Linked DNA regions of Mus musculus: all the other regions are linked to region 3. A link is a contact called in public HiChIP or PLAC-seq and promoter capture Hi-C data. All regions are on one chromosome and are shown on one strand. The core of a region is the stretch at or near the end of the contact, and the rest is flanking DNA. Distances in the headings are between cores, read along the strand shown.

Region 1 (3,095 bases), core at 542-3,041, 810 kb after region 3:
TTTTCTGTAACCTATCAATAGGAAATAGTTTAGCAGTGAGGATGAGGGTGGTGGCCTCTGTGCATGCATGCATGCATGCATCCAGGCGTGGCTGTGGAGAGTTTTGTTCTTCTGTAGACCCAGGGTGTCCATCCTAAGACCAGTGCTGGTGGCAGCGGCAATGGCCATGTCCTTGATAGAATAATGCATTTCACAGCTCTTCTGTAACTTGTGGGCCACTGGCCCCCCCTGGTTTTATCCTAACTAAGGTGGGGTCACTGAGGGGCTCTCCATCTCCTCAGAGTGGCTAGCAGACTGTGGTAGGAAGAGCTGGAATGGGGAGATCTGGGGAGGGGCAGGGCCAGAGCGGTGGCCATGGAAATGGTGGGGAGTCAGGCTCTAGAAAGTGTAACCGTCTTGCCCGATTCCATATCTCTGTACCCATCAATTAGAGCATTCCTTAGCCCTCGTCAGAAGAGCTTCTTTTTGCAGATTAATAGGGTCTCTCGGAGACTGTAGAGTGTTTGAATGTAAATGGGCCATCTCCATGGAAGAGTGGGTTGAAAGACAGAGGGACTGCCATGAAAACATTGTTTCTGGACATGACAGTGGGGTTACACACATAACTCATAGAAGCTATGACTGCCCGTGCACGATCAGGCTGGTCCAAACCCTACCCTGTGTGGAGAAGGGCCCCATGCCAATAGCTGAAGCGTTGCTGACAGCTAACAGCTGGTGAGGCAGGCACGACCCTGAGAGGCTGCCTGTACTTGTTCCAGTAGATGGTTCCACACCGGTGCACACATAGGTAGCACTAATGGGCTCAGTGGGTAGGGAGGGAAGCTGTAGAGATGGTTCAGTGGTTAACAGCACTGGCCACTCTCCAGAGGACCCAGGTTGGATTGTCAGCACCTGCATGGTGGCTCACTGTGTCTGTAACTCCAGTTTCAGGTTAGCTCATTGTGCTCTTTTGGCTTCTTGGGGCATCAGGCATGCACATGATGTAGAGATATAAACTCAGGCAAACCACCTGTCTTAGTTAGGCTTTTACTGCTGTGCACAGACACCATGACCAAGGCAAGTCTTATAAAAAACAACATTTAATTGGGTCTGGCTTACAGGTTCAGAGGTTCAGTCCATTATCATCAAGGTGAGAGCATGGCAGTATCCAGGCAGGCATGGCACAGGCATTGCTGAGAGTTCTACATCTTCATCCAAAGGCTGCTAGTGGAAGACTGAGTTCCAGGCAACTAGGGTGAGGATCTTATGCCCACACCCACAGTGACACACCTATTCCAACCAGGTCACACCTATTTGAACAAGGCCACACCTCCAAATGGTGCCACTCCCTGGCCCAAGGATAAACAAACCATCACAACACCTATACACATAAAATAATAAAATAATCAAAGATAATAATTATTTTAAATAATAAATAAAAATGAAGTTGGTGTAGGGGATAGAAGATGGATTGGAGGGGAGAGAGAGACTGGGTTAGATTTGATTAAAACACTACATACATGTATGAATAATAAAATATTTTTAAAATAAGTTAACAATCTTTTTTAAATTTTGGAAAGATTAATGAGAGCCAATCACAGTTGCCTATGGATCCCGTACAGAGTTTGAGAGCACTGAGATCCGTACAGAACTACTTGAATAGCTAGGAGCTGGGGAGGGGCAGGTCACGGGGAGGAGTCAGAACTAATGAGCGGGTTGGCTCGGGAAGAGCCTATCCGGGAAGAGAGCGAGCTTGAAGAAGGTCCCCTTACCTCTGGGAGTCGCTTTCCCAGGTCACGTGGTAGCGGCGGCAGCGGTTGCCCGCGCGCGGCGATGGCGGCATCCGGGGAGCTGGTTCCATGCTCTGTGTACTTCTGCGGGAGCATCCGCGGCGGGCGGGAAGACCAAGCTCTGTATTCGCGGATCGTATCCCGGCTGCGGCGCTATGGGAAGGTGCTCACTGAGCACGTGGCTGATGCTGAGTTGGAGCCGCGTGGTGAGGCGACGCGGGCTGGAGACTCGCAGGCTGGGGACCTGTAGGCTAAGGGGACCGGCTGACTAGGGACTTGCCGGATAGGAGACCCACTGGCTAGTAGACATTCAACCTGGGGAACCCGCAGCTCATGTGACCCGCAGGCTAGACCGGAGGCTAGGGGATCTGCAGACTAGGACCTCGTAATGGTTAGGGGACCGGCTGGCTATGGAAGGTCCTGGATTATATGTGTACGTTCCATGCGCAGGTCAAGTGTCCCTGTCCAGCACACTGGAAGCAAGTGACAGCCCAGACCCAGCTTTGGGCTAGCAAGGCTTTGATAAGCTGGTCTGGATAAGCACTCCTCCAGTAGGAAAGTTGTACCTAGAACTCTTGTATTTCTGCTCCAAAAACTTTTAAGTAGATCTCCCTTGCCCCATGCAAGAACAAACTCCTAAGCTGTGGACTCTAAAGCAATTCTGGGAGAATCTTTTAAAAGACAAAGAATCAATCGTAGGCAAAAAATGCCAGGGGATTGGAAAGAACCTGTTTGTGCTTATGCTTGGCTAGCGCATGGTGTGTTTTGTTGATAGTTCTCCACCTTCAGCGCCAATGTCAGCACTCTGGAGGCAGAGGGTAGGATGAGTTCCAGGCCAACCTGGGCTACAGAGTTAACCCCTGTCTCAAAGAAATGAGACAAAACAGTCTACAGAGTGTGATAGCCTGGAGAAAACCTTTGAATCTGGGTTTTCTCCCCTAGTCACTTTTCTTGCTTTTTCTTTTTCTTTTCTTTATTTTGGAAACAGGCTGTCATAAACGCACAGTGACGTCAGACTTGTAGCCAAGGATGGCCTTAGAACTCGCCATCCTCCTGCCTTCACCGCCCAAGTGCTAGAACTACAGGCACCTGCTGCTACACACAACTTGTTAGTTTGTTTTTTGAGACAGGGTCTCTCTACATATCCCTGGCCATCATGGTACTTACAGTGTAGACCAGGCTGTGTTGGAACTCACAGATTTCCCCAGCCTCTGCTCCCGGGGCTGGGATTAGTGCTATGAGCCATGATCCTCAGGCTCACAAAAGAAGTTTTAGACAGTGTGGTTCTGCTCTGCCACCTGCAGAGCCTTACCGTCCTAAACAGCA
Region 2 (3,453 bases), core at 658-3,157, 640 kb after region 3:
CCTCATCTCAACACCCTTCTCCCCTCAAAGAGAATCAAACACAGGGTCAGTCGTGACGGTACAGACTTGTCATCCCAGGACCAGGTAGGGTGGAGATGCAAAAGATTTCCAAGGCTACATAGCAAAGCTTTGTCTTACAAAAAAAAAAAAAATCAAAGAGAAAAAAGTTATAGCAGTGACTATCAGAATGCATTTCCAAGTTCACATAAAAGAAAACTGGGTTGGTAGAGATGTTCTTGCAGAGGATCTGAGGTCAGTTCCGAGCACCCATATGATAGCTCACTGTCCTCTGTAACACTAGTTCCAGGGCACCCAATGCCATCTTTTACCCGACATGCATGTAGCACATATGAATAATTGCTGTCGAACACTCTTATGCATAAAACTCTTCCAGTATTTTTAAAAAGAATGAAATTGGGGCTAGAGAGACAGCCGGGCAGTTAAGAGCACTGGCTGCTCTTACAGAGGACCAAGGGTTCAGTTCCCAGCACTCACATGGCAGCTCATGGCTGTCTGAAACTCCAATTCCAGGGGATCTGATGCCCTCCCCTCTGGCCTCCTCAGGCATTGCACCCAAGTGGTGCACAGTCATACAGTTGGGCAAAATCAATCAACCAACTGATCAAAAAAGCAGAGGGTGAGGCTGGAGCCATATTTCTTTAATCCCAGTACTTAGAAGGCAGGAGCAGGCAGATCTCCTTGAGTTCTAGGCCGGGCATACAGAATGACACCCTATTTCAACAACACAAAACAACTCAACTGAGTCTGTTAAGCTCTTTGCAGTCCTAAAAAATGTTTATCTATAAACTAGACACTTTAGTTCCTTTTGTTCCCTCTCATGTGGCCCAAGCTGAGATCCCTCTGCCTCTAGAAAAGCTTAGACTAGACCACCCCTTTTTTTTTTTTTTTTTTTTTTTGACAGGCGCTCTCTTATTAGCCCTGCCTGGCCTGGAACTCACTTTGTAGACCAGGCTGGCCTTGGACTCACAGGCATCCATCCACCTGCCTCTGTCTCCCAAGAGTTGGGATTAAAGGCTTCACATGCCTGACCTGAGCAGGCTTGCTGTGGGTGTCTGTACTAACCTCTTCTAGGCTTTTGCTTCATTCTGCAAAAGGGACAGAAGGACTTAACTTGGCCATCCAAGAACTAAATATAAAATCAAGGCGAGTGTAGCACCAACACCTCACAACACAAAGCCAAGTTAGTTCTAAGATTTTGATTTCGTTACTCTTCTTCCTACAGCTTCTCTCCAGCAGAGTCTACATGGGCTTTTAGCCTAGGGATAGCAGGGCTTGCTGGATGGAAGTGGCGTGCCACTGGCCCTATACAAGCATCCTTTTTTTTTTTTTTTTTTTTTTTTTTTGCTAAAACGTTTATCTAAGTTTGCCTCCAATTCATGGCAGCTCCACTAGGACATTTAAAACTCTGCAAGAGAGATGCATTGGCAACTTTAAGGATATGACAGGCGCCGCACTCGGTGTTTAAACGCCTTGTGTCATTGAACCCGCTCAAAACTGCGGAGACTCCGAGAAGGTAGGTGGCTTGCTCAACTGAGTGCGAACAGTCAGCTTTTATTCTGCTTCTGCCCTACAGAGACCTCGCAATCCCAGGGACATCTGGGAGCGATGTGAGTTGGTGCCTCGTTGCAGTCTCACCTTGGGGTGCCCAAGTGGCAGGCACTGAGGACGGCGAGGAGCGCGTGGGGAAGGGCGCTGAGCACCAGCTGGGTGAAGCAGTGGCCCGTCGTGTCCCCTTCCCACAGCGGGAGCGGCCGCGCCGCGTCCGTGCCACACAGCTGGGCCAGGAGCCCCTCCATAGACACCTCACCCGGGCGGAAGCCAAGAGTGACAAGGCTCGGGGACTGAGTCCCCCGCTGAATCCCCGCCCCCTAGGCGGGACCGCCCCTTGCTTCCGCTTCGAGCTAGAGCCCGCCCATTCTTGAGGTACTTCCGGGGCTGGAGAGGAAGTCGCTGTCCCCGGGGCAGGCCAGTTTCTAGATCCTGGTACTTACGTTCACCCTCCTGTCTCCCGCACTTGGAAACCTAAGCGCCTTTGAGCTGTTTTAATATCTCAAGTGTTTGTGGGTGAGAAAGGACGCGCTGCCAGGTCAGGGTGCTGCGCCACGATGCTAGGGCCCTCTAGAGGCAGGAAGACCTGTTAACGGGTGCTGTTCGCAGTTTTTGGTTATTTTCGCCCATGGGGGTAAGGATGCTCTAACGCGTGCCAGCCTCTGCGCGTGCGTACAGCTCTGCCTCGGGGAGCTGTCCCGGGAGCGCGATGGTGTTTGCGCACGTTTCTGTCTTTTGGCTTGCGCAGTGACCCACCCAGTCCTGTCCTTGTGCAAATTCATTAAGACCCTGGCACGTGGAGCGCTCGCTCTCGCTTACCTATTGCATACTAGTTGACAAATGCACAGCGTTTAAAGAGCTGGAAATCCAAACATGCCTGCCACGCTGAGGAATGCTTGAGGACAAAAGGCTATTCCTGTATCCTAAGGCTACAAGATCTTGAAAGTATCCAACTTACTTGAGCCTTGGTTTTTTGTTTTTTGTTTTTTTTTTTTTTGGCTTTTTTTTTTTTCGATTGAGATGATAATACCAACCCAAGTATTGTGAAATTTGTATAATTTAAAATGTTTATGTCAAGGCCTTAAAATGTTTATGTCTAAAGCTGTGGCTCAAAGATTAAGAAGAGTGCTTCCTGCTCTTGCACAGGACCTGGATTTGATTTCCAGCACCCGTGTAAGAAGGCTCCAGCTCCAGGGATCCAAGGCCTTCTTGGTCTCTGTAAGCACCTGCACACACATACATATAAACTTTAAAAAAAAAGTGTTCAGGTCACGTGCTTTGCTTAGTCATTCCTAAATATTTCAGAGTGATGGGAAGAACGGAAACTTTTGGTTATCCAGATAGATGTTGGTTCGGACCCTGACCCACCAATTTTAGCAGCGCGATGAGATTAGTTTCATTTTAGCTTTATGTTTGCAAGGTGTATATTGGTACTGACTTCATGAGAGTGTTCAGTGTTGTGGGAATAGTTTGGGTTTTTTTCCCCCCAAAATATTTGCCTTCAGAAACTGAAGACCTTGAAACCAAATTAAAGATTTGAGACATTTAAAATTATGTACCTGTCTTGTTTCCCTACTGTGTATTCAATCTGTTTAAATTTATTTAAAAATATTTCTAGAAGAAAGTCCTTATTCCTTTCACATGCCATGTTTTCTGATATATATATATCCCTTATTAATCATACACACAGTACACAGATAAATGACATATTAGACAACAGAGACAGAAGGTACAGGGAGAGAAATGAATTCAAAATCTTTTTTTTTGTTGTTTTTTGTTTTTCAAGACAGGGTTTCTCTGTGTAGCCCTGGCTGTCCTGGAACTCACTCTGTAGACCAGGCTAGCCTTGAACTCAGAAATTCGCCAGCCTCTGCTTCCCAAGTG
Region 3 (3,138 bases), core at 7-2,506:
CGGGAGGAGGTTCAGGGTCAGGGAGTGGTACTCGGTAGAGAGCAGAGCCCCAAGCCCCTCTGAGCAACCGGCCGCCAGACTTCCGATCAGGGGACCAAGGCGGGTGGCAGCACAAAGCTCCAAGGGCAGCCAGCCCCTCTGACCTCTCTTCCCCACTTCCCGGGCATCCTTGCTTTTTCTGAGCAACACAACGACAAGCTTTGGGACAGTCCGCACCAGGCGGTCAAGACGGCCGGGAGGGACAAAGCGCGCCCCCTCCCCCTCAATAGGGCCTTTGCCTACTCCGGATTCGCGTCTGAATCTTCTCCCCACCGCACCCTCCAACGCAGGCCCGGGCGGCTCATGAATGAACTGCTCTGTGTGGGGCGCAGGAGAGGACATGCTCCCCGGGCCGGCCGCCCTCTCCAGCCCGCAGATCAGTCCCCACCAGGGTTGGGGCAGCTACTCGTCTGGTGCTAACACCTCGAGCCCTGCCCTTTGCCCAAGCATGAACCCCTTGCTTGAGGCCGGCTTCGTCCCCAGCAACAAGAAAAAGAATTAAAAAAAAAAAAAAAGAGAGAGACCGAGGGCATTGGACTTGGCGACCCTAGAATGCAAAACTCGGGGGCGGAGGCGGGTGGTTCCCTTCAGCGGCGCCGGCGGCTGGGGAGCAGCTGGGACCGGAGGAGGGCCGCGCAGGGGCCGCACACCTGGACGGAGCAGGTGGAACTAGAGTGGCACTCGAGGGCCGGGACGCAGGGGTCCCACGCCTTGGAATATTCCTGAGGGGCGGGGGTAGAGGACGGCGCACATCTGGAGCCCCGACAGGGGTGGGAGGACTCACATCTGGCAGGGACGGTGCGGGTTTGGGGACAAAGCGTGCCTCCGTTGGGTCCCGTGGGGCCCGGGCACCTCTGGGTCCCGCAGGAGGTGGAAGGGAGGGGACGCGCAGCTGAGTCCGGGTGCTTTTTTTTTCCTTCCTTGGGGTGGTGGTGAGATCCTATGAGCCAAGTAAGGGGTGCTGGGGAGGGGTCCGCGTACTCACCCCTAGGCGCAGACTCGGCTCCGACTCGGGAGCCCCGGCTCCGGGCGGGGCGGGGCTGGGGAGGGGGAGGGGGAGTCGCCGGGCGGCTAGAGCTCTGGGCTCCTGCGGCGGCCGCGGCAGCGCGTGGGGGAGGGGGAGCAGAAGGAGGGAGGGAGGGCCGGGGAGGGGCTCCCGCAGGACCCGCCCCCACGCCGCACACGTAGAAAGTGCGCGCGCACTCACGGAGAACCCCTGGCGCGCAGGCGCAGCGTGCGGGGCGGGGCCTTGCCAAGCGGGGGTCCGTGGCGGGAGATTCCCAGGCTGTTAACGCGGTACGGTGGGGGCTCAGGGGAACACCTCGCACCCCTCGCGCTGCTTTTCCCGGTTTCTTCTCTGCAATAAGGGAGGCGCTGTCGGGGAGGGGTGAGGACAGGCCTTACTGGAAACCCAGTGTCAAGTGAGAAGGGTGCTCACTCTTCGCGAGGCCTCAGATCTGGACCCTCTCGCTGCCTTTTTGCCAAAGGCTTCGGGGTCCGCGCCTCCCACGCGCCCCCGATGCGCCCACCTGCTTATCCAGTTCGGGATGTAGAGCCTCGGGGAATGGGGGCTGAGATCTTGCCTGGGTTAAGTGGCTAGGCCGGTTGCTTTGACGCGTCTCCCGCAGTTTTATCTGCTTCTCTCTCTTGCTGGGCCTGGAGATGAGTTTGCTAGAAACTTCTGTGGTGTAAAGAGGGAGTCTTTGCTTTTGCTTCTGTCAGGCTGAATGACTCCTTTTGCACCGGGGATTCCCTGTATTCTCAGTTCACCAAAGACCTCTCCTAGTGGGGGGGTGGGGTTAAGACTTGAGAGTTGGAGAGGTGGAACGCCCCTTTTCTGTATGTCACCACACATCTCGAATACAAAGACACGACAGATACCACCTGTTAAATTTCGAGGTCTTAAAGGGGACAGAAGAAATACTGCTTCCCGCTGTACGCAGTAAGTGAGCTTTACACGCTGAGACTTAGATGAGGAACTGTGTAGCGGTCACAAGAGGCGAGACGGGATCACCTTGGATTACTTGGGAAATGGTGGCACCCAGGGAGGGTCTTGCATCACGACTGGACACTACCATCCTGGTCACTGTGTTTGCTGTATGTGGCTATTCAGCTGCTCGTTTTGTAGCTGGGGGTTTGCAGCTCTAAGATTTGGTCTGTTGAAGTGTCTTTCAGACACTCCCATGAGTGGCTTGGAAATCAGTTTAGTAGATCATGGCCATCGTGTGTGTGTGTGTGTGTGTGTGTGTGTGTGTGTGTGTGTTGCGCCTACAGTAGGTATTCTGTCTTGGGACACAAGGGCATGGGGGTGTATTAGGTGTCTTCTACTGTTTCTGTGTGTTGTAGAAAAGTTTGGGAAAGTATTGATCTCTTGTATACCTCTCGCTTTCCTTAGCTTGAGTTTTTAGTCAGTTAAATCCTCTGAAGATGCAGTTGATAGTACTAGTAATGAGCACATTGGAATTGGCCATCAGTGGGGTTTGCCCGTAATCCTAGATGTAGGTAGCCGTTAAGGATGTCAAGGCCATCCTTAGCTGCTTTGGGTGTGTAAGGCCAGCTTGAGATTGCCTGACACCAAGTCTCAACAAATCAAACCAAACATACAAATTCCCCAACTTTGAGGATTTTGGTGGTGGTAAGGGAAAGAAGATGGAGCTGCGTCTGCCGCTGTAGACTGCCTGGGGCTGTCACTGAGAAGCTGTATTGAGGAAACAGGTTTTGATGGGGCTGGTGGTAATGGTGGCACACCTGTGGTGGCACAAAGCCCTCCAAAACCAAGATTAAGGACTTTTGCATCATCCAGGATTCTGGACATCTAACTGCGGCATATATCCTATAACAGCGTGCTACTTGAGAAACGGGTTCAGGAGCTCAGAGGCTCAGACTCCCACTTTATTATTTTTTTTAGAATAGTAGAATTCCAGAAACATCTTCCAGTGATCTCCAGAAGCCCCCAAATCAGCTTACCAGGCCCCCCATCTTCTATTATCAGTGCTGATGTGCTGTTTGGCCTCAAAGTGAATTTTATTGTTCCAGGAGTGTGGTTCATGCTAGTTTTCTATCAATACACACCTAAATTAATAAAATTATGTACAAAGT
Region 4 (3,134 bases), core at 398-2,897, 580 kb after region 3:
GTCTCTGGCCTGAACATTCAAAGATGACCAGGGATGTGTACTGACCCCACAGGCAGATAGACCTGAGCTACCGCTGGGTCATTAGAGGGCTGCTCTCTGGTGAGTCAGGCCGGATGGATCAGGGGAGTGCTGGAGATGAGGGCTAGAATCCAATGGAGAACAGACAGGTGAGAAGGGCTCCCAGCTGGGCCCCAGGAGGAGCACACTTGGCTAAGTGGGGTGGAGAGACTCAACAGCAGCCCACACTGTCCCTTGTAGGCAGAGAGCTGCACAGCATCCATCTTGCTCAAGTAGGTGAGGGTATAAGCAGCAGCAGTTCCTAGGCTGCTGTGCAGACTCCATTGGTCCACAAGGGCACTGCCACATTAGGCCGGCAGAGTGGACCTCTGGAAGCTCCAGGACTGGTCTACAGTGCACCTCAGGCCAATCCTACACACTGGAACTCTGCCTCAACAAACAAACAGAGAGACACTGCCAGTGACACACAGTTGCAATCTAAAGCACTGGGAAGGCAGATGCCAGCCTGGGCTACATAGCGAGACTGTCTAAAACAAAAACAGTGCTCAGCACTAGGCAATGTTAAGTTCAGGTTTTCCTTCCATAAATTGTGAACAAATCTTCTAAGTCTGGGGATAGCGACCCAGCCCAGGCTCCTGGATAAGGGTCTCCAAGCTTGAGAGTGCTCTCTGGACACTGCCAACAAAGGCCAAGCCCCTTTGGCCACACCTCCTTTCTGTGCTGGCTCCCACTGGAAGAGAGCACCTATATGGCTGCTCACCTACCAGCCTCCCAGAAGAGAACAAAGTATAGAATGCAGGCCTCATCGGGACATACCGTCTGTTCGCTGGCAGCTCTCTGTTCTGCTCTCCTGGAATCAGCCTTCGGCTCTCCACATCCCACGGCCCCTCTACTTCCTCTAGCCAAGAGCTCCTGAAACCAGAGAAGGGGAGAAAGTGGAAACCCGGTGTCAGCTGCCTGCCTGTCCAGTCTGGGACCTGAAGGCTCCCAGAAAACAGTAAGCAAAGAGACCACAGCACAGTGGGTCTTAGGAGCAAGCGACAGAGGTAGGAAGATCAATAGTCTGAGAGTAGCCTGCTTTATGAAGTGAAATCAACTCAAAAAGGAAACCAGCTAGCATTAACGAGTACCTGGCTTCCCCTAACAACGCCTGCGTGTTTATGTATGTACTTCGTACGCTGCCTCCGCTCAGCACATACCCTGCTCTGGAATAGGCCGGTACTGGTCTGTGTCCCATTCACTCCTAGGCTTCTCAGAGTCTACAGAGAGCTGGGAATCCTGGGGAATGCAGACTACAAATGAGACTACAAAGGGCCTGGCAAAGGAGCAAGATGACGATGGTACGGCAGACCCCCTAGCAATGACTAAATGAGCCCAGAGACCATTTCTGTGTACCACAGTGTACAATAAACTTGCCAATGAGCGAAGGCAGACCCGAGAAACAAAATCCAAACCTCAGCAGTTCAGAGCAGTGATTCTCAACCAGGGTGAGTTTACCCCCTGCTTCTCCCAGGGTTAACAGGCAAATGTCTAGAGACATTTTTAATTTTCACAATCTGCAGATGGGGAGGTACTACCGGTGAGTCAAAGTCAGAATATCGACTAAACCTACCACACACAGGGCAGCCAGCATACCGGAGGTGGCAAGGCAAAGGTCACCAGCCCTGAGGCCGAGAACCGCTAGTCTATAAACCGTAACTGTGGGGGGCTGGCAAGAAGGCTCAGTAGGTAACGATGCTTGCTGCAAAGCCTGATGACCTCCACAAGCACACTGTGCTTAAGTAAGTACCGACACACGCTCAAAAGAGAAAACATTTAACCCCGAGCCCGGGGAGCTGAGGCCCAAGGCTGCTCCAGCATCTCCAAGCGCTTGGATAACGTGCTCCCCACTGCCAAAGCCTGCTCTACACACACCACTGCCAATGGCTGGGCCAAGTGAGCTGCCAAGTCCCCTCAGCTTCCCGGGATTGAGGCGTACCTGTAATAAGCTGGGCTGCCGCATGGGGGCAGCAGCCGCCAGTGATCAGTGCAAACAGTAACCCTAGGTGGCTTTCTGAGCATTTAAAAAAAAAAAATACAAACCTCTTCCTACCCCCATCAACCCAAACAGAGCTACAGAGCTGGGGGCTGAAGGCGGTCTTGCGGGCTAAAGCATGTGTTCCTACTGTTGGGACATGCCCTGGCCATGACTCCTGTCACATTCCAGCAGGCCTGGGGCAGCAGGGTGGGGGCAGAGGAGGGCGGGGAAGCAGGAGTAGGACTCTCCTCTCTAAGGTTCCTGGCCTGGATTTGGGGGAGAGCTTGTAATAGTGAAGCACGAGCCACCAGCCTCCGCCCCGTTGACAGGAGGCAGAACGTGTCCCCACAGGGCACAAGCAGCATGCTGTCAGGCTGACTCCCTGCACAGGAATCTGGGAGGGCCAGAAAGGACACCACATTCCTGGGGTGAGAGAACAAACAACATACAACCACAGGGGCTGTCCTCCAGAGGGCCTCGCCCCAGTAGGTGCTCAACCTGGAGTAGGGATCTAACCACAGAGACTCCTGTGGCCTGAGGGAGGGGACCTAGAAAAGTCCCAGAGCACTGTAGGTTAACCAGGGCCTAACATTTGAAGGTGTGGATGTGTGGGTGTGTATGCCTGGGAAACCAGGTAGGACCAAGGCCGTTGACTAAAGAGGAGCCAGGCAAAGCTTCTAGAAACTGATGGGAGCTTCCAGGAGCTGGCCTTCTCCCCACAGGGCCAGCTCTCGATGGCACTTTTTGTTTGTCTGTTCCAGAAGGCAGAGGAACCCTTCACTTGGCAGGCTCCCTGGTGTGATTTGCCACCTTAGCCTGTTTTACTTACCTACCCAACTCCTGCCAAGGCTCGCATTCTCTTCTAGGGACCAGGGCACTTGTGACAACAGTGGACAGGCAGGGCGGACTGAGACACTTTCAGGGTAATTCTATATGTGGGCAGACATGCCTCACTGAGGTGCCATATCCTATAGCTTGCCCTGCCGTGACGGTAAGTCAGGGCTGCAACTATGAGCACATTTTTTCTTCTCTGAGGCTAGAGGCAATCAAACAGATGTCTGGGTTGGGGGATGGTGTGGGTGTGGCGAGGACACAAAGA
Region 5 (3,216 bases), core at 357-2,856, 520 kb after region 3:
ATGTTTAGTGATTTTCTATTTGTGCAATTTCTTTTTTTGTTTTCAAGAATGGTTCTGAATGCCATGTAGTCCAAATCGGCCTCAAAACTTGCTCTGCATCCAAGGATGAGCCCCGAGCTGCTTGCTCCTCCCACCAAACGCTGAGATGACGCAGACAGTCTTAAAGGCTCTCGAGACAATTCCAATGTGCAGTAGCTTTGCATACCAATGGCCTATCACAAATAATACTTTACAGAAACACAGGAAATTCATGATTTAAATACAAGAAACAGGTTATACAGATGAGTGAGCTAGCACCCAACTGTAACTTTAAACAGTTATTTTTCAAATAAACAATCACATTGAAAACAGTGCCAAGCAACTACTACTACAAAGCTGCAAAATTACTGTAAAGAAAATAATTAAGAAGATACTGAATGTTCAAAGCATTAACACCTTACAAATCTCGCCCCTCACCTAAAACAAAATGATCGTACGTTTAGAAACCTTTTACACTTAAGTCAGGCGTCCTTGTGCTCTGGCGTGGCTTTTCTGTAGTACTGGAACAGATAAAGCTAGAAGGTGGCAAATGTATTGTCGCAATCAATACAGGATAAGTACCATATTCAATATAAATATCAGAGGTAAAACTGGAAGCGAAGCTGTGATTTAAGGGCAACAATTTACTAAGTGGAAAAACACCTCCTAAAACATATGCAGGATAAGAGATGATACAGCCTTAAGTCTTTTATGTGTTCCTTTCGTACTTTTATGTATTGGCAAAGTCTGCACAATGCCAAAACGTAAAAGACTACGTAAATTTGGGATGGGTTTTGTTTCGTGAGGCAGGGTCTCACTTTGCAGCTCAGTCTGGCCTCAAACTGGAAGCAATCCTCCTGCCTCAGCCTCCCAGAGGTATAGTTGGGATGCGTTTTCCAACATCTCAGTTCATCCCATTCTGTACAAAAGCACGTTTGGGAGTCGGTCGTGTAGTAAGACGCACGAGAAAATATGGACCAGTGAAGAGGAAGGTTTAAAAATTACAAGAAAAACTCTTTCTACAAGAAAACTCTCCTTAGAGACACTCTTAGAGCCTTCTCTCCCAGTAAGCATGCTTTTCATTTCGGCCCAGTCACCCCCAAGTAAAAGCGACAGCCAAGGCTTCAAAAGCCATCCGATATAGCGATCCCGAGCCGTGTTTTAATGTCCTTACCAAGGCGACACCTGTCAAAACTGCCAAGAGCGAAGCTGCGGGCTCCGGGCGGAGTCCAATGACAGCGTCTAGATGTCGTCGTCGCCTTCCCAGGAGCAAGTGAGTGTAATCTGATAACACAGATCCGAGTAGGTAGCCCTAGGCTCCCGCCGAGCCAACAGCCCTTCCAGCCTGCAGGTTTACGCCCCACAGCAAGCCCAGAGGAAATTTGGAGTTCAGCACCGCGCGCGCCGCGAGGGACGGTTGACGCGCCTGCGCACCGCGGAACTTCCGTTCCCCAGCCCCGCCCCGCCAGGCGCGGCCGTCACCCGAAGCGGCCACTTCCGCGCGCGCATGCGCCGTGGCGGCTCCGGCGCATGCGCAGCGCTGGGTTCTTCCCAGCTCCAACTTCTGGGACTCACGCTCCTCCCTCCCGTTTCCCCACCCCCAGCCCGCCGCGGCCCGGTATCAACGTGTGGTCCCGCCAGGGGAACTGTGCGTAACCTCGTGCTCCCGGGACGCCGGTGGGGTTCCCGGCTCTAGCCATGGAGATGGAGCAAGTGAACGCGCTGTGCGAGGAGCTAGTGAAAGCGGTGACGGTCATGATGGACCCCAGCTCTACCCAGCGCTACCGGCTGGAAGCCCTCAAGGTAGCTGGGGTCCTGGCGGCCTGGGCCTGCCCCGAGAACCCTATCCCAGGCTTCCCTCACGGCCTCTCCAAACTCAGTTTGTCTCCTGCCTATGCGGCCTTTGATCTTCCCACTGCCCGTGGGGAGGGTGGCTTCTGGTCGCGGCCCTCACCTCCTCCCACTTGAGTCTTTTCTTGCCTGCGCGCTTGCCTTTGCATCACACGCAAGGGTCCCTAACTGTTGCACATCTCCTCGCCATGTCTCAGTGGCTTTTTTGCCCACTCCTCACTTCTCTTCACTCTAGATCACACCGCGGTCTCCACCCACGCAGGCTGTGCCGGCTCTGACGCCGGGGCAAACCCCACATTCCCTGGCGTTCCGGGAGCGCACGTGCAAATTCCTGCCCCAGTGCCACCTTCATTCTTCCCTGCTGATCACTCCAGACTTGTGCTGATTCTAGATCCCCGTGTGTCCATTTTCTTACATCCTTACATACCTCTATCTTTCGAGTCTTGGCCATCTCTGGGCTAATTTGTGACGCTCCTTCCTCGTTTATACCTGTGAGATAGTCTCCGGCTGTTTTTGCGCGAAGACGAGCTTTACCACCGGCTTTGCATTTATTTGCACCGGGGCACTTTGGTTTCCTGGAAGTAATTCTCTTGCGTCCCGGGTGCTCTCTGCGCCAGGGTCTAGTTCAGCTTTTGCTATTTGGGAACGCTAATACCTTCAACAGAGCTTCTCTCTATTAGAGTAAGCGCCAACATATAGATGTATGTGGCACAGGATTTGGAATCAAACAACTCTGTTTGCTTTGTCTTTGATTGTGAAGAATTTTACATAGGCAAAGAAACAGAGCACCAGAGTGATCCCGAATAGGCCTGTGACCTAAACTCAGATGATACACAGATTTGCTTGTTCACTGACTCCTCCTGGCACCCTTAGTTTTGAAAGCTAATTCTAGGGGTTGACATTCAACTTGTATGGGTATATCTCTAGCATTTTTTTTTGTACTCTCTTAGATCCAGTTTAGTATTAACATGACTAATATCTAAATGGAGAGTGTCAGTATTACTAATCTAGATTTTCGCATCTTAAAAATACAGCTAAAAGGACAGCAGGTAACCCCTGCTACTGGGAAGACTAAGGCAGGGGATACAAAGTCAGGCAGCTATCAGAGTGACTTAGTAAGACCTCCTCTCTCAGACAAAGTAAGCAGAAGAGCCCTGGGAGATGGCATAGAGGGTGGAGCTTTTGGTGCCTGTTTATGGCTGAGGACTGGAATCCAGGTGGAGGGGAGGAAGAGACTGATAAAATAAATCCCTGAGTGGACTCACCAGCCCGTCTAGGCAAATCCTGAGCTCTGGGTTCTCAAAACAGCAGAGAGAAAGACATTCAACTTCAGCTTCTGCCTTCCAC
Region 6 (3,059 bases), core at 184-2,683, 600 kb after region 3:
TAAAGAGTGTTCACAACTTTCCCCAGGTCACACTGACCCCTGCCCATGGAAGCTCATCTGAGTCCTAGCCCGACTTTCCCTCACCTGGGACACAGCTCCCCCAGGCCACAACCAAGGAACACCAATAACATCTTCTTACCAAAAAGGAAAAAAAAATGCCAAAGCAGACATGCACCAGGAGTGAATTCGGGAGCTGCTCATAGAAATGACCTAAACGTCGGTGAACCCCATCAGAAAGTTGATTGTGACTCCCCATCGTCTGCCACCCACCGCAGGTCTACTACTTCCAGGCAGAATGGCACATTTGACAACTTGAGGGGGAAAATGGAAGAAGACATGGTAACACAAACAGGGAGCTGCTTTGTGACAAGAATCCGCCAGAATACTTTCAGCTCACTCTGCATAGAGAGTTCCAGGCCAGGAAGAGCTACCCTGTGAGACCCTATCTCAAAAAACAATAAACAAAACAATTAAGAAAGGAAGACTATTTTTAGTGGACCGTCTACTTGCCCAGAGTTGTTTATACAGCTGAAGGCAAGCAACACTCAACTCTACACCAGCTCCCACAAGGTAGCCAGCAGTCTTACCAAACACCAACTAAAGATCACAGTCAAAACAAAAAACAAAAAAACAAAAAACAAAAACCTCTGTAGAAGAGCAAGCAAACTTCTCGGATTAACTGATTCACCAAATCCATGGATCCTCTCCCAGGGAGATTATCGCTCAAAACCCTGCCTCTGCAAACCATCTTACCCGCTCTGGGGTTGGGCTGGGGCAAGTTGCTACCTCTTCTTTCCAAGCAGGCAATGTGATTTCTTCCAGTCCCTGGGGCCCTTGGGTCTTCAAGCTGAAATGGGGGCAGACGTTGCTATAGGGGCTATGGGTAAGGCTAATCTAAGCCTGGAAGAGGGTCACACGACTGGCTTCGGTCCCCTCCTTGGGAGACCCGCCCTGCACGCTCCACATCTCACTCCTACCCCTTCCCGACTACGAGAGCCATCTCCCCTCCCACCGGCCTGGGGGAGTCAGGCCTCTGCCTCGCGCTCCAGGCTTCCTTACTCTGAGAGAAGTAACTTTTTCAATCCGTGAGCGATTGCTCCTCCAGAAGCCGAACCACACCTATTTCTGGCTACCCCCCACCCCCGCCCCATCTCCTCCCCTAGGGCTGCCACCAAATTCCAGGCTCCCTCCCCTCCGCCCCCATCGGCATTTTTTTTTCTTTCCGCCTCCAACCCTCCTCCATCCTGGCATCCTAGTTCTCCACCTCGGAGCTGTTCCCTCCCTCCATCTCTACTCCATGCTAGAGTTCCGCAAACCCCCTCAACTCTCGCCACCCAGCGCGACTACTCAAAAATCCCACAACAAACTTTCTGCCGGGGCCTCTCCTTCAGGCAGCCATCTTGCCGCGGGGCAGGCCGGGTAGGGGCCTGGACCGCGGGAATCCCCACGCACCGGGCGCCGTGCGTCATCGGAGGGGCGGGCCTGGGGGCGGGGCCTCGGGGTAAAGCGTTAGGACTCCTGGTGATGCTGGGAAAGTGGGAATCTCCTCCTTTGCAGACCTGGTAAGGGAAGAAGGAAGTCGGTGTTGGAAGTAGGACTCAACAGTGAGAAAGGGGAAAAGGCTGGTACTGTGGGAAAAAATAGAGAACAACGCTTAAAAAATACAAGATGCTTCGTATACAAAGAAAAATACCAACACACCCCTCCACGTACCCCGACTCTCATTGCCACTCCCACCCATCAGGCCTCATTGGCTGGCCTTGGAATGTGAACTCACTTTGTACCTTGAACTCACAGAGAGCCTCTGGCTTCTGACTTCAGGGTGCCACACAAGGCAAAGGAAAATGCCAGCTTTTCATCTCAACGGAAGATAACGCACGACCCAGTCTCTACCACCCTTTTCAACCGTGCTTCCCACCTCTCCCAAAAGTCTTCAGGTTCTTAAATTGTCTTGTGTTATCAGAAAATCAAGCCTTGAGATCTGCAATCCAGTTCCTCCACTCAGGAGGTCAATTTTATACTGTTTTTGGAGGGAGGGGAGAGTCAGCCCAGGCTGACTTCAAATTCATTATGTAGCCCAGGCAAGCATCGAGACGCACCTGGTATTACGGGTATTAGACGGTAGGCCCAGTTTTCAGTTGCCATTCTTAAACTGTCAACGCTTCCAAAAAGCCTTCTCTTTGAAGCTCCTTTTACTAGACGGCTCTAACTAGTTACACCGAACTTTATAACAGATATCCTGTACCATAATTATTTATGAGTTTACTTTATGTGTATGTGCCCACGTCTCTGTATGTGCATGCAGGAGCCTGTAGAGGTCAGAAAAGGGTATGGCATCACCGGGAAATGGAGTTATAGGCAGTTGTGAACCACCATGTAGGTGCTGGGAGCTGACCTTGGGTCCTCTGCAAGGGCAGCAGATGCTCTTCACGGCTGAGCACCTCTCCGGTTCCAGAGTTGTTGTTTTACTTGCTGCGTCCCTTTGCCCTAACGTCTCTTCAAGTCAAAGAGCACGTGTGGATGTCCCATAGCAGGTGCACAGCCCACAACAGTGGTTAGGCAGCAGGTTTTCCTGGGGCCTGCTAAGCATGTTGAGGCTTCCGGCTTTCTGTTTCCTGTGGCTGGAATGTTCTCCTTCTAGGGAGTCACCAACAGGTGTGTCCTTGTTCAAATGATCACGTCTGTGGTCATTCAGGATCCCAGTCACACACACACACACACACACACACACACACACCCAACTGCTTCATTTAACGTTTACTCACATGGAGACCATTATTATCTGACATCATATTAAATCTTTCTTTGTTTACTGACCATCTGTCCTACTATCATGAAAACTCCTAATTTTTTTCCTCATTCAGCACAGTGCCCTTAGTGTCTAAATTGTTTGCACCAAAGTAGGTACTCAGTAAAGATTTGTTATTCAATAAATGATCTGGAAGTGAGTGGCTGGAAGATTCTGGAATCTAGCAGTGGGAAAGAAGAGTCATGCCCCACCCCCCGCCCCAAGACACCTCTGGGCCCTGGCGGGGATGGTGGCAAGGCCAAACCCTGCA

What was found. HiChIP or PLAC-seq counts read pairs in DNA pulled down with a chosen protein or histone mark. Capture Hi-C pulls out chosen DNA fragments and counts their contacts.
Region 1: an H3K27ac HiChIP or PLAC-seq map of large pre-B cells shows a contact between it and region 3, with 4 times the contacts expected there. The contact joins the promoter of Dnph1 here to the promoter of Mrpl14 in region 3. A contact is called at or near these places in 1 of 39 promoter capture datasets (hippocampal neurons), 1 of 15 datasets of contacts at CTCF or cohesin (large pre-B cells), 3 of 115 datasets of contacts at active chromatin or transcription factors (astrocytes, large pre-B cells and pancreatic cancer cells) and 1 of 9 other capture datasets (macrophages).
Region 2: a promoter capture Hi-C map of liver shows a contact between it and region 3. The contact joins the promoter of Abcc10 here to the promoter of Mrpl14 in region 3. A contact is called at or near these places in 3 of 39 promoter capture datasets (maxillary cranial neural crest, neural stem cells and pre-B cells), 7 of 115 datasets of contacts at active chromatin or transcription factors (double positive thymocytes, embryonic forebrain, large pre-B cells and 4 more) and 2 of 9 other capture datasets (liver and pancreatic islet).
Region 4: an H3K4me3 HiChIP or PLAC-seq map of bone marrow-derived macrophages shows a contact between it and region 3, with 3 times the contacts expected there. The contact joins the enhancer-like site here to the promoter of Mrpl14 in region 3. A contact is called at or near these places in 3 of 39 promoter capture datasets (liver, neural stem cells and pre-B cells), 3 of 484 Hi-C or Micro-C datasets (CD4 T cells, CD8 T cells and neutrophils), 14 of 115 datasets of contacts at active chromatin or transcription factors (the 230-238 cell line, astrocytes, bone marrow-derived macrophages and 11 more) and 3 of 9 other capture datasets (adipose tissue, liver and pancreatic islet).
Region 5: a promoter capture Hi-C map of liver shows a contact between it and region 3, with 2.8 times the contacts expected there. The contact joins the promoter of Xpo5 here to the promoter of Mrpl14 in region 3. A contact is called at or near these places in 6 of 39 promoter capture datasets (cranial neural crest, embryonic stem cells, frontonasal cranial neural crest and 3 more), 1 of 15 datasets of contacts at CTCF or cohesin (the NIH/3T3 cell line), 3 of 484 Hi-C or Micro-C datasets (CD4 T cells, CD8 T cells and embryonic stem cells), 33 of 115 datasets of contacts at active chromatin or transcription factors (the 230-238 cell line, the SCID.adh cell line, T-cell acute lymphoblastic leukemia and 21 more) and 4 of 9 other capture datasets (adipose tissue, embryonic stem cells, liver and 1 more).
Region 6: a contact with region 3 is called in an H3K27ac HiChIP or PLAC-seq map of embryonic stem cells, with 4 times the contacts expected there. The contact joins the promoter of Tjap1 here to the promoter of Mrpl14 in region 3. A contact is called at or near these places in 7 of 39 promoter capture datasets (the C10 cell line, the SN4741 cell line, embryonic stem cells and 4 more), 1 of 15 datasets of contacts at CTCF or cohesin (large pre-B cells), 1 of 484 Hi-C or Micro-C datasets (regulatory T cells), 8 of 115 datasets of contacts at active chromatin or transcription factors (astrocytes, embryonic forebrain, embryonic midbrain and 4 more) and 2 of 9 other capture datasets (embryonic stem cells and liver).

The regions. Positions count from the first base shown.
Region 1 is chr17:46,494,998-46,498,092 of GRCm38.p6, forward strand. It overlaps Dnph1 (2'-deoxynucleoside 5'-phosphate N-hydrolase 1), which reads left to right and starts at 1,792. Exons shown (of 4, transcript NM_207161.3): 1 at 1,792-1,975. The coding sequence starts at 1,813.
Region 2 is chr17:46,326,116-46,329,568 of GRCm38.p6, forward strand. Abcc10 (ATP-binding cassette, sub-family C (CFTR/MRP), member 10) reads right to left here and starts at 1,908. Exons shown (of 21, transcript NM_170680.2): 1 at 1,657-1,908. The coding sequence starts at 1,817.
Region 3 is chr17:45,685,093-45,688,230 of GRCm38.p6, forward strand. It overlaps Mrpl14 (mitochondrial ribosomal protein L14), which reads left to right and starts at 1,257. Exons shown (of 3, transcript NM_026732.3): 1 at 1,257-1,335. Tmem63b (transmembrane protein 63b) reads right to left here and starts at 1,126. Exons shown (of 24, transcript NM_198167.3): 1 at 1,025-1,126.
Region 4 is chr17:46,264,049-46,267,182 of GRCm38.p6, forward strand. Tjap1 (tight junction associated protein 1) reads right to left here. Exons shown (of 10, transcript NM_001252474.1): 3 at 835-930. Among named protein-coding and RNA genes, the nearest start is that of Lrrc73, 11 kb to the left of the region's middle. Within about 2 kb of position 1,648, at least 111 of the 459 cell types and tissues checked have an H3K27ac peak or open chromatin away from gene starts, as enhancers often do. A contact at or near this core is called in astrocytes, bone marrow-derived macrophages, embryonic stem cells and 3 more, where this site is marked.
Region 5 is chr17:46,201,205-46,204,420 of GRCm38.p6, forward strand. It overlaps Xpo5 (exportin 5), which reads left to right and starts at 1,607. Exons shown (of 32, transcript NM_028198.3): 1 at 1,607-1,821. The coding sequence starts at 1,717. It overlaps Polh (polymerase (DNA directed), eta (RAD 30 related)), which reads right to left and starts at 1,437. Exons shown (of 11, transcript NM_030715.4): 1 at 1,193-1,437.
Region 6 is chr17:46,281,593-46,284,651 of GRCm38.p6, forward strand. Tjap1 (tight junction associated protein 1) reads right to left here and starts at 1,434. Exons shown (of 10, transcript NM_001252474.1): 1 at 1,368-1,434; 2 at 754-847.